2 separate regions of the Bombyx mori genome follow, and region 2 is linked to region 1. Evidence: chromatin contacts called from public Hi-C data. All regions are on one chromosome and are shown on one strand. Each heading gives the region's core, a stretch centred on a gene start, on an enhancer-like site or on the middle of the called end of the contact. The rest is flanking DNA. Distances are from core to core; before and after follow the strand shown. Region 1 holds the start of LOC101736474 (phosphopantothenoylcysteine decarboxylase). Region 2 overlaps LOC101736611 (GATOR1 complex protein NPRL2).

Region 1 (3,267 bases), core at 448-2,947:
TGGTCACAGTGATGGAAAAAGTATGCTGTGTTTTAACAGTGCATTTACAAAAAAAACTTTTCCAAATTGACTTCACAACGACATTTGTATTAAAAATATATAAACAAGGATCAGTTACAAAAGCAGATACCAATATTTACTTATTGTGTTCTATTCATTTTCATATCAGCTATTAATTTGATTTTTTCAACAATTGCCTCTACTTCTGCCATGGCACCTACACCGGTGTCACCGCACATCAAAGTTTTAGTTATGGGTGGTATTTGAATAAAACCCCAGGCTCGTAGTGTAGAAATGTGAGTGGCTGTGATTGGATGGTCCCACATTCTAGTATTCATAGCTGGACAAAATAGCAGAGGTTTGGAGAAGTTCCATGCTCTTACTGTACATGTGACTAAATTATCACACATGCCCTGAAACATATTATTATGTAGAGTTTTATTAACTGTTCTGGCAATACTCGATAATAAATCATCTAAAGGAAATATCAAACAACTGAGTTTTTGACCTCAGGTCCCAGAGTGGGTGGTGACGTTCACACTATGAGGTCTACGGGTTAACATAACCACTCAATTCTAGGTGGCTGTACCATGATATCCAGCGATAGAGAAATAGCCAAAACCATTACTTTTTTACATGCTTTATTGCACTATCTTGGTATATGCCAGAAATATTCATTGGAGGATTTGAGAAATGAAATGGTAACTATACTAAAATACTTGAATGATTTCAGCCTTCAGATGAAATTTTTTGTTCAACACTATTTTTTTTTATACATTAGTACCTACATTATTTGTGATTTTCAAAACTTATTGTATTGTTTGAAAAGTATGCTTTTAATTATCATAAAATTAAAGTCATGAAAACACTATGTACACACCAATGCCACTTTTGCTAATGTATTAGCATCCATTGGTGCTATAACCATTATGTCAGCCCATTTTCCAAGTTCTATATGTAATACTGGATCTCCTCTTCCTTTCCATGTTACCCATTCTGAAGAGTCATCATATCTTAGTACATCCAAGGGCATTTCAGTCCACTCAAAGAAGTGCTTTGCATGTTCTGTTACTATTAGTCGTACCTGTAATTATTACTTAATACTTTTGTAAGAACCAAACTGTTGAGAGAAGTCTGGTGGGGTGAGGGTCATATGACAAGGTGGGTACCATAACTCTACCCATTTCTGCTATGAACACTGTGAAGGATAGTGCTTTCTAGCCTAAAGATTGGGCTAGCCGCAGTGTGATGCCGGTGATCAAACCTCACAGACAGGTACCAATGTTTCTAAAGTTAATTTTGTTTTTTGTTTTACCTTCACTTTACCTTAAAATTATATCGAGTCTCGCTTCGTAACTCCAACACGGATTTTATTAAATTCGGTATCTTTATAGCTGCAACACTTCCAGTAACACCTACTAAAACATTAAATGTAGTATTTTCATCCATTTTAACACTGTAATAAATATTGTCGGTTGCCGAAACTCCGATACTCTTTTTTATAACAATTTGAATAAAACAAAACCAGGAATTAAATTAGGAGCATAAAATTTCATGCTTGCTTGTACAAACTGTCATAGATTAAACACTTAATAGGTAGGTATTTCAGAAACTTAATAATTGCACTTAATATTTGCAATAAAACTGTATTTTTATTATATCAGATTTTAGTGTTTACATTGGTAAAAAGTGTTCTCTAATAATTCTACCATTTACTACACTATGTAAAAAACCCTACCAATTTAAAGATTAAATGTACATTAATTAATAATATTATGTTCTTGTGAATTAAGTTTTTAAATTGAGTCGGCGTGGCCTAAAGAAAAAGGCGCCCGGTGCATTCGTATGTAGCGATGCATCGGTGTTCGAATCCCGCTGACAAGTACCAATTTTTCTAATGAAATACGTACCTACTTAACAAATGTTCACTATTGACTTCCGCGGTGAAGGAATAAAATCGTATAGTAAAAATCAAACCCGCAAAATTTTAATTTGCGTAATTACTGGTGGTAGGACGTGTTGTGAGTTTACATCTACTTTGCAGATGTCTATGGGCTCCGGTGACCACTTAACACCAGGTGGGCCGTGAGCTCGTACACCCACCTAAGTAATAAAAAAAATATGTAAAGCTCATATAGGAGAAATAATAGTCGTATTTTTTTTGCGAATTGTGAACAATCTCATGATCGTTTTGAGGTTAAGTGAAATTTTATAAGTGACAGATTGTATACCATTACTTCATCGACTGTCTTTCCACTCACGTCGTGAAATAAGAGAAAACCTTTACTGAATATAAGGTTTTAATAAGCTAAAATTAACAGTAAAATTTGCTTTGATTACATTAGATACATTGACAAATAACGAATAAAACAGATTGACAATGACGTCAACTTATGGCTGATAATTTCAACTAAGAAGTTTACATGACGTTGTTTCTTCACTGCTGAGGGTCCTGACCATCATGTTAGGACAGGATTTTATTTTATGTTATGTGTTTCCAGCGTTTCCGATTATTGGTCTCGTGAAGGGCTTCGTGGATTTCTAGTGGTGCGGATTTGATCGAACGAACCACCTTGTCGCAGTCTCTTTCCCTCGATCTTCCCTGTCGCAAAAAGTCTAAGTCTAAGTCTTTAAGCTATCAGGTGTTTTCCGAGCAATATGATCGAAGTACTCGAGTGCACGGCGATGGCAAGTATATACACTCTTGTCTTGATCTTGAGTTATTCTATTGGTTCTTTTCGTTGTCCAAGATATTCGGAGCATTCTCCTCCAGCACATTTCAAAAGCTTCTGCGCATTTGCGATCAGTTGCTTTAAGGGTCCAGGTATCCGCTCCGTATAAAAAAATGAAAATTGATCGAACGTAAAACCTGAGAAAAAAAAAATTCCGTAATACTATCGCAAGCTTTTTTTGAAGATTTTGGTAGCATATTTTTTTTAGGCAACATATAATTTGACATTTATAACGTCAATGAAGTAATCTGAAATAACCCCAACCAATTCATAGATTATGTAGGTAATAGGTATACATACATATATAAAGTAAAATCCAACCAATAAGAAAATAGTCTGATTCGATTCGCGGTGAGGAGTAGATTGTGTTTACTCTTCTTTATTTACTCTTTATTTACGTTTCTAAAATCGTGTTAATGTGTCAAATTAATTAGTGAATCTTTTCGTTAGAACCTGGCTTGTAAGAAATTAGGTATGTCTTAATCAAGTGTTAGTGTGTGCAAAATGGATGGGAATATGAAATATTACGAAGGAT
Region 2 (3,267 bases), core at 503-3,002, 67 kb after region 1:
GACGTCACGCCACGCGCTTATCCACACTACACAAGCGCAACGTGTGAATGTGTTGAACGCGAGCTACATGGTGGGCGGAGTGAGGGGTGTTAGGTTTTTTTCGTTACGGAATTTCATGATTCGGTCGCCGCACTCAAGGCCCGCGATAAAAGCTATGCAATAGCTTAAAAACTTTTTTTTACGTATTGAGGGTAGAGTCTTCGCATATACAGCCCCATCGGAAGTTTGGAAGTTATTTGGAAATTACTAGGTACCAAATGAATTTTTGTATTATCGCTCATCCTTAATAGCAGTTTAACGTATGAAATGATTAGGTACTTGCAATCCAGAAGTCTCGCTTCAGTTCCCGTAACACAGTGGAAAGTATCTTCTGACAATTTATTACGTACAATTTATTAGTAATTAGTCTCTTTAACTTTGTTTAGGGATGAAAAATGTTATTATGCAATATTGATAAGGCGCTTGTTAATTTGAATTATCGTTAGGAAAGTTTGTTAAAAACAAATCAATCAACGAAAAAGAAAAAAGGCGAATTTTTTAAATATCAACAATTTTAGTAAATATTGCCAGTGTTGCCACTAAAAAAATTAAAGTTGCTCGTTTTCCAAGTTACCAATCTGTAGAATACAATTTACGCAGATTGGCTTTAGCGCGTTTGTGAAGATTTATACATTTATTTTACTTGGGATTTAATCATGGAATTCTATTGACCGGGTGATTTATACAAAATTAAGTTTTAGAGCGTTATTATTTGTTAAAAGAAGGTTTGGTGCCGTAATATTTACACGAAAAGCATCGCTGTGACATTTAGAAATTGTTTGGTAAATAAACAGTTATATTTTTGTTTGTTGTTAAAAAATAAATGACCCCAGATTTTATATAGATCATTTACGCAGATCTAAAAGTTTTAAAGTTTTAGATATATGTTTAACGTAATGTAATATATAAAAATAGATCGTAAAAAAATTATATACATATATGTATGTATTTTTTAAATATATTATTAATTAATTATCTTATTCTATTCTCGATATTTATTTCGACACGTAGTCGAAGGCTCAAAGGCACAAATCGATTTCATTCTAAACAGAAATTAATGCGATATTTATAATATACAGGCTGACTGGTTGAACACTTTACATATTTATATAGATTGCTCAGTAATTGATTCTCGTTCTAATTAAGCAAAAAATTGTAATAATAATAAGGCCACTAAATTTCCAAAAAAAAAGAAAAACACCTTATCAATAAAAATTACAAATATAAACTTATGTTATTGGAACTCCACTTCGGGTATAGGCCTCCTCCAGCTTACTCCACTCTTTCCTATTCTTGGCTTTGTTTCTCCATTCTTCTCCAATTGTTGCTATTATTTCGTCGATCCATCTGCTCCTTGGCCGGCGTCTTCTTCTTTGGCCCACTGGTCCTTCCCATGTTGTGATTTCTAATGTCCATCTTTTGTCCTTCTTCTCTGTCCGCATATCTCGCAATATGTCCTGCCCAACGCCACTTTTGTGTTAGAGCGTACCTGAAAGCATGTATCAACTTTGTTTTTTTCCTAACCTTCGCTTCTTATCTTTTGTATTTTTCCTATTTTCAAATTTAACAAAAAAAAATATTTGCCTAATTTATCTTTAATTATCTATCAAAAAAAAAAAGCGTGGTCACTCGCGCCGTGCGCACTTGTAGTAACAGAATTTGTTTGTTTACACCGGTCGACGATCGCAGCATCGTTTGAACGCGGCGCGCTGATTGGATGCAACCTGCTCTCACTCACCCAGCGGCGCCTTAGCACTGCGGTGTCCACAAATGTCGAGCTTAAGCAGATTAATTTAATCAAGTTTTCCCGGTATTTCCTTTGTTTTTTTTTTATTTTAAGCGTTTCATCTGACCATGAATTATCATGTCCTTGATTATGTAACGTGTTCAACCAGTCATTCTGTATATGTATAATATTAAACTTTTCGTTTTCTTATAGCTTGTTAGGTCTTTAGGAAAAGCATCGCTCAGTGAATTATAGGTTATGTGCTTTATATGTTATATAGTTTTGATCGTTTACAGAACTATAAACAGGTATAATTTTTTTAAAAATGAAATTTGCAATGCGCGAAAGATTCCGAACTTTAGGCGCGACCTTTGTACAAACATATACAATTATACAAACTTTATACAAACGTCCCCGATACTCTCGGCAGTTCGGACACGCAGGCTGGTAACCCCGTGGTTATAACACACTATATAGAAACGTTCCTACAGAATGCCGTGTTGTGCGGAACCGTGTTATAAAGACTAGATGCCAGTACAAAAACGGAGTGTATTTTTTTCTAAATTAAACATTTCAACTATGCATGTATGTATGTTTCTACCTTTACACAAAAAATAAGCAGCAAATTTTCAGTTGTTCTCAAATATTGTGTGTTCATAGGGCATAATGTAATATTCTGAGTAATTTTATTAAAAAATCTCGTTATCGTGTTGTAGAAATACCGTGTTATAAGAGGGATTTTCTCTTTTCGTGTTAGAGTGGGACCGTGTTATAGCAGTGTTACCTGTATACGTGATTCATGTCAAAGATCATTCATGACGGATTTGCGATAGTGATAAAGTTGAACGAGGTTGCCATCTTCGCCGAATGCTGTCATTTGGGGAAGTAAATTTGTCGTCAGTAGGCTAATATGCCTTAGGCGAATTATGCCGCTCCTAGCGATCTCTACAATTCGTTGCCCTTATACACAAAATCTTTGCAAGCATTGAAACAAACCACTTGTTGAATTGGTTTTGTGAACATATGTCATTAAAAAGACCATTCAGACTACGAATTCGAAGTGGGTGATGGCATTCCCATTGGACCTATGAGACCTGGGAACCATCTAACGTGACGTAAAAAATAAGCTCTACAAAATATATTTTGGCAAGCATAGCTAATATAAACTGTTAAATAATTAATTGACGATTGAAAGTCTTTTGCAATGATAATATATTAAATAAGTATAATTATTAAAATTAATCATAATATCTATAGTTTACAACTAAAGTTCAAATACTGCTCAATTTTATATTAGTCTACATAGGTATTTTAGTCAACCAACAATGTGGTGCTAGAATTTTGTGACCATACTACCTAACTTTAATATTTCAAATATAAAATGTTTAAATTACTTTATAATTTACATACTAGGCAGGCTAACCACATTAACCCATTTGTGGTGCTAAGCCTTTTTATAAAAATATTATTCCAGGTATACTATTTTAGTGAATTTATACACG

What was found. Hi-C and Micro-C count contacts between places; a contact is called where the count stands out from the background.
Region 2: a contact with region 1 is called in a Hi-C map of midgut, with 3 times the contacts expected there. The contact joins the enhancer-like site here to the promoter of LOC101736474 in region 1. A contact is called at or near these places in 2 of 7 Hi-C or Micro-C datasets (midgut and whole pupa).

Annotation. Positions count from the first base shown.
Region 1 is chr8:14,134,716-14,137,982 of ASM3026992v2, forward strand. LOC101736474 (phosphopantothenoylcysteine decarboxylase) reads right to left here and starts at 1,698. Exons shown (of 4, transcript XR_009973734.1): 1 at 1,327-1,698; 2 at 881-1,084; 3 at 1-413. LOC101736611 (GATOR1 complex protein NPRL2) reads left to right here and starts at 2,996. Exons shown (of 8, transcript XM_004923594.4): 1 at 2,996-3,267. The coding sequence starts at 3,237.
Region 2 is chr8:14,201,984-14,205,250 of ASM3026992v2, forward strand. The region is part of intron 7 of LOC101736611 (GATOR1 complex protein NPRL2); the gene reads left to right. Among protein-coding and RNA genes, the nearest start is that of LOC101742722, 33 kb to the right of the region's middle. Within about 2 kb of position 1,753, at least 3 of the 8 cell types and tissues checked have open chromatin away from gene starts, as enhancers often do.